Regions from separate parts of the Triticum aestivum genome. Here region 2 is linked to region 1. Evidence: chromatin contacts called from public Hi-C data. All regions are on one chromosome and are shown on one strand. Each heading gives the region's core, a stretch centred on a gene start, on an enhancer-like site or on the middle of the called end of the contact. The rest is flanking DNA. Distances are from core to core; before and after follow the strand shown. Region 1 holds the start of LOC123071660 (protein NRT1/ PTR FAMILY 8.2). Region 2 holds the start of LOC123071661 (probable carboxylesterase 16).

Region 1 (4,764 bases), core at 1,125-3,624:
GATGAGAGAGATATTATTGCTAAGAAATCATCTCTTAATTATAAAAGTAGTATGTGAGGCTAGATCGACATGGGCTGTGGTATGTGAGGCTCTGGGCAAGCTGGATTGGACGCCGACGGCACAAGACTCCCTACGCACATGGCTTCAGGACAAGTAAGGGCCCAACAACTTACGATGAAAGGATCTACATACCATCTTCATTCTTACACTTTGTAAATTGTGGAAGCATCGAAACGCTATTGTGTTCGACGGAGCATCTCCTTCGTTGGAGGTGCTTCTAAGTAGAGTGAGGTCCGAAGGCATGGTATGGTCGGTAGCCGGCAAGTTTAAGGGGAATGTAGACCCTTTCTTCCGTAGTTTACATAGGTGGGTAAGTAGGGAGGAGTAAAGTGTAACAAAACTCTTGTAAAATATGGTGGAGGCATTTTTTGCCTCTCTTCTTTAATATATAATATGCACACTCGTGCATATTCGAGATTTTTTTTAATAAAAGTAGACACACCTTTTCTTCTGTTTTTCCTCTTGTCCGTCGCAACATTTATCATAGTGTGGCACTGCAAAAATAACATTAGGTACACGACATGGCCGGGCGAACACACAGGGTCTCCACGCAGCTCGGTGAAGATGTGCTTGTGAAATGTGGAAGTCTTCTAGTACTCCTAGCTAGCATGTGAGTGGTACGTACGTAGCAAAGCTGGATAGAGATCAGATAAGGAGCAGTCTCTGAAGTGTCATGGGAGACATGAATCGTCACAAGCCACTACACTAGGTCTCGCTCGGATCGAGTCCATCCAGGTCAAGTCTAGCTAAGCTAGCTACATCACCAGGAAAGCAAACGGAGAGAACGACCCGTGCATTCTTTCACGCGATTTAAAATACAGGCGCCATGCATCCTTCTCGAACACGGGCCTACATATACATTTTCCTGCCGACCAATGTGACATTAAATTTGCTAATTCTCAGTAGCCGCCTGAGGTCTACTTAAATCTCAGTCGAAACCGAAAACGTCGATCTGGTGGTACTGAGATCCATGCAAGAGTTCATGATTTCCTAAAACGTTCCTATTATCTTCACCAGATGAGCAAACTACTACATCATGTTGAACTTGTTTTTAATCCGCACGAACTTACATTGTAAATTTGCAGCATGATTCTCAGTCAACTACGACAACATTATCGTTTTCTCTTTTCTTTTTGCAAGTAACATTATTTTTTTTAGTAATGATAACCGGCGAACGTCAGTTGAAAGGGGATAGTAGGCGTATTTTTTAGGGGCAACTTTATCTCGTACGAGATGGCAAATCCTGCCATTCTTTGCCACAAACCTTTTCTTCTTAGCAGAAACTGTCATGCGTTTCTGAAACTGCGAATCCATCATCTAATACACGACGCTCCCTGGTTTTAAAGGTCACACAATCAATTGAAGTTTCAATTTCAAATTGGATCATCCGTTTTCGACCGGGTCAATAATTTTTCAATGAGCTCTCCGATTCAATTCTTTTAATTCATTACGCTCTCTAATTTTTTAAGCTCTCTCATTCCAGTGAGGTATTTAATTTTGAATTTGGTTCACAATTTTGACTGGATCAATGACATTTCAAATCAATTAGCAGCAATCTAATAATACACATTTTGATATTAGAAATTGATATATTTCTCTATAAATTTGGTCAAATCTTAAAGAGTTTGACTTTGCAAAAACTAATGCACATTATATTTTGAAACAGATGACGTAAACAACTATGAAACTCCAATAACACCAACGAGCAGCAAAGTGCGCTCAACCCTTCTAGTACAACACTAATCTTGCGATCTAAAACGTTCGCAAATGCCAAACCCTACAGCGAACGTTCGCTAGATATTTTGGTCACTTTATTTTTTTACTAGGTCAACAGCTTCTTAACACGCTGAAGTTTTTTTTTTTTGTATTTGTATGAATAAACCTGTACATTTATCAGTTCTCATTCGAGTAATCGACTGAGACAAGGGCATTCCATACACATTCTCACTCGTGACAGCCGTCCCTTGTCTGCTGCGTGTAAGATGCCATCATGTAACTAACACCAAGGCAGATTTGTGCATTCACATCCATGCACTCAAATTGGCACCATTATATACGTCATTGTATAAACCTATCCTGCTGTGTGCGTTCGCCGTGGTGTTTTTTGCAAGGAAAACCCATACCAAACAGTTAAGAAGGTTTGTTAAAAAAGGACTAACGGAGTCGGTCCGTTTTGACCAATGTGCACCCCAAAATGCAAGTTGTGTGACCGGCTTTTCCGAATTGCAAGTAGTGTGACTAAAATCGCACCCACTGCACAAATTATGTGACCATCAAGGCCATTTACTCATGACATTCCATAAACACATTCTGTCCTAGGAGTATTACTCTAGCCAGCGGGCCTAGTTAGATTGTTACTACCTCCGTGCCAAAATATACGACGTTTTTGCAATTCAATTTGAACTACAAAATAGCTTTATACTCCATCATGTAAGATGCCATCATGTTAATTAACACCAAGGCAGATTTGTGCATTCGCAGTCATGCACTCCAATTGGCAGCCACCTTATATACGCCATTTTAAAGTAACCTATCCGGCTGTCCATTATTGTTCAGCCCCATTCCACCATTAGCATCAGCGCTCTCACTCTCAACTCTCAAGTGGCAGTGGCACCATGTGCAGAGGCAGAGCAGCTAGCTAGCCAAATGCAATCTCGTTGCTAAGAGCGAAAGGGACGAGATAAATATCGACAACGTAAGGCATAGCTGCAGAGGAAGGTCGTCGAGTAATCAAGCCACCAAGGTATGTTTTCTTGGACCCTTTCATCTCGATTAAACTCTCAACCATCTTAGATATTGTACGTGTGGTGCTTCTTCTGAAGTGGTTTCATTTGTTGTGCATGCTCCTGTCTGTGTAGATCTCACCCGGCCGAACTGTTGGGACGATGGAAGCTGTAGAAGTAGAATCGAAAGGCTCTCACGGTGGCGATGATCGCCGGAAGGATCGCCGGACCTCGTGGGGCTGCGTTCTTCTCCTCGGTAACGCCTGCAACCTTTTCGTTTTGTTGTTGATCATCGTGGCATCTGGTGGGCCTGTTAATTAACGACCACGCATGCACGCGTGGGCGCTTGAGCAGTGAACAACTGCTTCCAGTACACGGCCTACTTTGGCGTGTCGACCAACCTGGTGAACTACCTCAAGGTCCAGCTGCACTCCGGCAGCAAGGCCGCCGCCAACAGCGTCACCAACTGGCAGGGCACGGGCTCCATCACGCCGCTCGCCGCCGCCTTCCTCGCCGACTCCTTCCTCGGCAGATACTGGACCATCACCGTCTTCCTCCTCATCTCCGTTGCCGCGTATGGGGTGGTGACGGCGAGCGCGTCGGCGGCGCTGGAGAGCGCGGTGTTCTACGCGGGGCTGTACCTGGTGGCGCTGGGCGGCGCGCTGCAGCCGGTCCTGTCGTCGTTCGGGGCCGACCAGTTCGACGCCGAGGCCGACGAGGAGGAGCGCGGGCGGCAGAGCTCCTTCTTCAACTGGTTCTACCTCTCCATCAACGTGGGCTCGCTGGTCGGCGGCACCGTGCTGGTGTGGGTGCAGTCCGCGCACGGTTGGCTGCTGGGCTACGGCATCCCGGCGCTGCTGAGCGTGGTCGCCGTCGCGCTGTTCCTGGCCGGCACCGGCGCGTACCGGCGCCACCAGCCCCCGGGCGGCAGCCCGCTCACCAGGATCGCGCAGGTGGTGGTCGCCGCCGCCAGGAAGTGCGACGTGGTGGCGCCCGCGGACGCCGCGCTGCTGCACGAGCTTGACGGCGAGGACGGCATGTCCGCGATACTGGGGAGCCGCCGCCTCGCGCACACCGACCAGTTCAGGTCAGTGGCTCAGTGTCCGTGCTTCGGCCGTCGCTGGCATTGCTCCCACTTGCATCGTTCTTCTTTTCTGTCCAGTGTACTAGTCTCAATCAAGTCAAGTTTTCCGGGAAAAGAAGAAACGTAAAAATTCTTTCGCCTATGATTGAGCCATGCCGGAGTCACCACGTACTTTTCTTTCGAGTGCGTGCCTGGACCAGACGTAGCTAATCTGTACATGTGTAACTTTTCATTTTCGTCAAAATTTTGCGCATCTTGATGATTGAATTGGCGAGATACTTTTCCTTTCTGTATCTTGTCTGGGCCGGGCGAGTAAAAGTGCAGAACGTGCCTGTCAGACTGTCACGTTCTGTGGTGCCTCGAGGGCGTGCACGCTACGTAGTGCTCCTTCCATTTGGAAATACTTGTCATCAAAATGAATAAAAGAGATGTATATCTTTTATTCATTTTGATGACAAGTATTTGCGGACGGAGGGAGTACGTTCGTTCCATTTCACTCTGAAGATAAATTGCACTTGGAAAGAAAAGAAGCTTGTCGGATGCACGCACACTCCGTTTCACATCATTTTCCTTCCTTTTGCTTTCGGTGGTGGTTCAATCAGGACGCCATTTCCACACGCCGTACAGGAAAAACCTCCGGATTTCATGCAGGACGCTGCCGTTTGGACGTTTGCGTGCATTAGTCATGGCATCTTTTACTCAACTTGACGATGCGTGCGTCGGTGCATCCCATGTGAGTAAATTATTAATCTGTCGCACCGCTCGGTTGCTGTCGATCACTCAGGGTCTTGGACAAGGCGGCGGTGGAGACGGCCGGCGACAAGGCGCGTCCGGCGAGCCCGTGGCGGCTGTGCACGGTGACACAGGTGGAGGAGCTCAAGTGCGTGCTCCGGCTGC
Region 2 (4,764 bases), core at 1,149-3,648, 180 kb before region 1:
ATCACATTTAAGAGAACACGGACATAATAAAAAGGCATGAGAAAGGTACTAATTTCACCAGGTTCTACTGAAATCATAGTTAAAATAAAATCTTCATTATAGGTAAGGGAGCAGACCAGCGTAAGTTTTAACTGATCTATTCGATCCAACAGTTCAGTGCAATTGAATTTCATTAATAAGTTAGGTCAACAAACATGACCAATAAAGAATCCCAGAATCAGTAATATGAAAATTGCATGCCTTCACTAGTGTTCAAGGTTATCGGATTGTGGTGACATCATTAGCAGTTATTTACTCAACATATACAACCTACCGGAATATAGAACTTTGTTGAAAACATGTGCCCTAGAAAATTTCACAAAGAAAAGGTCTATCCACATGCCCACGGTCAAGCAAGTCCTGTAAAGTTGCATTGACATCTTCAGAATGTCAACATCATTTGGAGAATGTAATCCTGGTGAACTAAATCAACTAATATTTGGATATTTGATGCTTCTATGTTGTGAGCCTGTGTACCCGATCAGAGTCCACACGAAAAGCTAAGGTGCACGTAAATGGTAAGATATAACAGAAAGTGCACACCATATGTTAGTGAGTATAACTGTCAGCTTGTAAACATTGAATCTTCCCCGGTCAACATACTCATGAGCTCTAAACCTGCTGCAAGTCAGAAATGGCAACTCAGGGGGAAATGCCGTACTCACGGTCTCTAAACCACTGCTAGTCAGAAATGGCAACTCGCGGGGAAATGACATACTCATGAGCTCTCTCTAAACCTGCTGCTAGTCCGAAATGGCAACCCACGGGGAAATGAGATACTCATGAGCTCTCTCTAAACCTGCTGCTAGTCCGAAATGGCAACCCACGGGGAAATGACATACACATGAGCTCTCTCTAAACCTGCTGCTAGTCATAATGGCATCTCACAGGGAAATTACTATCTCCATATTTGAACCAATAACAGATCGAATAGATAGGGAACTATATCTTCGTCGTTTTGACATGTTCACTTAATTAGGGCAATTCTTGTTAGCAGTTTCTGAAATAATGCTGGTGAATGACAAACAAGAACTTCCATTGAAGAAATGAAACAAAAATTCCTGTTGCTTGGCTTGCCGGCTTTTCGGCAACTTCACACTGCAGTATTATGTTCCTAGGCCATTTAGTAAAGTCGAAGCAGCAAGAAATGCAATTACAAACGAGAGATTAGAACCGAATTAAATTATACCTTGCCGGATCACCATGTGCGGCGATCCAGGGCTCGACGGTGGAGGCACCGAACGTGTCCACCCCGCCCCCAACCTTGCTCATCATGGCGAGATTGGCCTGCTTGGCGATCCACCTAAGCACCCTGACCCCGTCATCAAAGGCGGCGGGGTAGCGGCTCTCGGGCGCGAGCCTGTAGCCGACGGCGACGACGATGGCGTCGCAGAACTTGGCGACCCTCCGGCAGAAGGCGTCGTTGGAGGCGGAGCAGTTGCTCCCCGTGACGAAGCCGCCGCCGTGGAACTGCACGACGATGGGCAGCCTGCGGCGCGCGGAGGCGGCGGCCCGCGGGGAGGAGACGGCGTGCGGGAGGTAGCCCCTGTAGGGCGCGCCCGCCTGGCCGGCGGCGGGGTCGCTGGCGCGGCGCGGGTGGAGGAGGTGCGGGTGGTGCGGCGGCGGCGTGGGGAGGAAGATGCGGACGGAGAGCGCCGAGTTGGGGTCGATGTGCAGGTCCTTGGAGGCGACCCCGTCGGCGGCGGAGAAGGCCGGGTTGGCCGGCGCCGTGGCCTCGTCGGCGCGGCAGGAGACCCCGAAGGCGGCCGCGTCGCCGTCCCCGCCGCCCCCGTCGGCGGCGGCCGCGGCGGCGAGCGACTGGAGGCGGTGGCGCAGGAGCAGCTTGAAGAAGACGCTGTAGATCTTCACGCCGACGCTCGGCATGGCTTGGCTCGCTCCCGCCGCCGGTCACCGCCCGGATCCGCGCATCACAGGGAGAGCGAGACGGCGCCCGGATCTGCGAATCCCCCTGCCTCGATCGGAGCTGGCGGGGGGCGCGATTGGAATCGGGCGCGGAGGAGGGTTAATGGGGCCGGATTGGATTAGATCGGCTCGGCTCCGTGCGGTGTTGGAGTGGTTGGGGCGAGGGAAAGCAACCGCGATTGGTAGGGTGGCTATCCTGACGGATGATGGCAGCAGCGTGGTGCGGTCTGGTACGGGAGAGAGAAGCAAGGGGAGGAAGGATCGAGAGGGCGGTGGGTGAGGGAGGGAGAAGCAAGCGAGGGAGGGAGGAAGGAAAAGACGAGGAAGCGATGGGGATTTTTGGAGGCAGGCGTCGGCCGCTTCCCAGACGTGACCACGGTCCCTCTTCTCTCGGCCCCCTGCGCCTGCGCTGTTGCTGCGCGTTCGTCGTTCAAATTCAAACCCGGCCTGGTGGTGGTGGTGGTACTAGAAGTAGTAGTAGCTGTATCACGACTTGCCTGGGTTTGCGCTTTGCAGTTTCCGTTCTCACATTCTGCCTAGTGGTGGAGCGAGTGCTATGGTGGTATTATTCGGCAGGTTTTTTTAACTCCGATAACGTGGAGTGCATTAAACGGTGCAGGTACGATGCCTGTCTGCTCCCAGATTCCATCGGTTCACGTGAAAGCTCCTCCCAAGCTGGTGCGTGTGTGTCCCAGCACAAGCACTTCTTTATGGAAATCTTTATGTGAAACAATAGGTCTTCCCCCTTCATTTTTTGCCTCCTCTGTTGTGTCGGTGGTAGTCATAGCCTCTCCATTTTCTATGCCAATCAGGTTCAGCAACTCTGTTGTAACAGACACAGATATCTTTCTGGAAGGCACGTATAAAAATCCCCGCCCGTGGCAACGGTCAACGCCGGATTGCACGCCGGAGGATCGATCAGCTGAGAACAACAAGATATGTACAGCTGTATTATCCATCTCTGTCTGTCGTCGCAAAGATCGCGAGTCCCCGTCGATCGGTTTCCTGTTTCCTGAAACCGTGTGGCGTCCCGCGGCACGGCACGGCGCGTGCGTGCGTAGATAGGGCCTCGCCGTTCCGTTCGCTGGCGGAATGGTTCAACGGAGCGCATGGGCACCAGCTACGCATCGCTCGCAAGAAACAGGCCAAGGCGGGCGCACGGTCACGCGCTGCAATTTCGCGACCGCGTCGCACATCGGGCGGGCAGGCGCCTCGACGGCGTTGGAAGCAAAGCCAAGCCAGCATCGGCTCGGGGCAAAATTCCGTGTTTTGACCCTTCTCACGTATAAAATTTTCAAAAAAAATTGACATCTAACCCTTTTTCATGTTCATCCTACCGCCGAAGGCTCTGGCGGTAGGAAACTAATCCACGTCAGCTATCCTCTGTCCCCCTCCTCAACCCTACCGCCGCAGGTGACGGCGGTAGCCTGTTTAACTCTACTGCCAGCATCCCTGGCGATAGGGTGTGGATAGTTATATGCCCCCGGCCCGCCCGCAACCACCTCCTTCTCCCCCACCCAGTCGCCTTCTTCTTCCTCTCGCCCCACTCTCATCTCCTCCACTTCCCCCTCCGATCTTCTTCGTTTCTTCACGAATTTTACGGATCGAGATGGCCCCGAAAAGAGAAAAGTAAGCTCTTTAGATCCCTCCAATTAGTTTTAGTCAAACACCTTTCGATTCGTCGCATTATTTGATTCAAATCCCTCCCATTTTTGAATTAGATTTAAACTTTTTGAACCCTATGATTGATTTATATTGTTTTTAGTGGAGGAGATGAGTTAGATATGAACTCTAGGCAATAGTTGGTATGGTTTTGTGAAGATGAACCCTAGGATTTTTTTATGTGATGCATATGTACCCTAGTTCATATATGAACTATAGGATTTTTTGGAGGAATTTGATGTGATATGACGATGCAAGTTCATATGCTATGATGTAAGTAGTGGATGTAATTGGAGAAATAATGTTGAACCCTCAAGATGAACCTAGTTCATAATTTTTAGTGTTAAAAACTTTATTCAATAAGTGAATGTGAAAGATGTTGATATGGTTAAATGTTGTTGAATGAAAGATGTTGGTTGAATATGATTCATTCGCATTGATCATTTATATTGGTTGGATATATGATAATTGATGAATGTTTGTCCAATAAGTGATAAATGTTAATTATTTTTTGATATGCTTATGCAATGGTTGAATATGTTTGTTCAATAAATGATAATTGATGAATGCTTATGCAATTCTTTTAGGAGGCCACCTCTTGCGGATGACATTGTCATCAAGTATACAATGCTTGACCTTGCGTTCGACAAGGGCCATCGTGCCCATTTCATTGAGAACGGAGTGGTAATTACCTTTCTTAAACCAAATCTTTCGAATCGATGAAAAAAAGTTACTAATTTTTTGGGTCTTCATTTCGACAGATGCTCCCGCCATTGCGGATGAGGGGTCACGGGACGACCGTGAAGATGGAGTATGACGAGCGGTACGCACCGTTCTACAGGAGAGCCCAGCTGCTGGGTTTCGTCCTGTAGTTCAAGCACAAGCCGCCAACGCTCGTCCACTCAGCTCTCACGGCTTTGATTGATCGGTGGCGGCCAGAGACGCACATCTCCATATTCCACGTGGGGAGATGACGGTTACACTGGAGGATTGGGGGATGATTACGGGCCTACCGCTCAAGGATCTTGCTCTCACAGGACGAGTGGAGAGGAAGAACTGGCACGATAGGGTTATCACCCTCATCGGCGAATGCCCCCCGGATAAGAAGAACCAGACTTCCGGCGTCTCGCTGCCCTGGCT

What was found. A called contact is a pair of places that touch in the nucleus more often than the background predicts.
Region 2: a Hi-C map of leaf shows a contact between it and region 1, with 4 times the contacts expected there. The contact joins the promoter of LOC123071661 here to the promoter of LOC123071660 in region 1. A contact is called at or near these places in 2 of 5 Hi-C or Micro-C datasets (both in leaf).

What each region holds. Positions count from the first base shown.
Region 1 is chr3B:677,730,480-677,735,243 of IWGSC CS RefSeq v2.1, reverse strand. It overlaps LOC123071660 (protein NRT1/ PTR FAMILY 8.2), which reads left to right and starts at 2,374. Exons shown (of 4, transcript XM_044495239.1): 1 at 2,374-2,803; 2 at 2,919-3,039; 3 at 3,138-3,870; 4 at 4,652-4,764. The coding sequence starts at 2,946.
Region 2 is chr3B:677,905,626-677,910,389 of IWGSC CS RefSeq v2.1, reverse strand. LOC123071661 (probable carboxylesterase 16) reads right to left here and starts at 2,398. Exons shown (of 2, transcript XM_044495240.1): 1 at 1,229-2,398. The coding sequence starts at 1,923.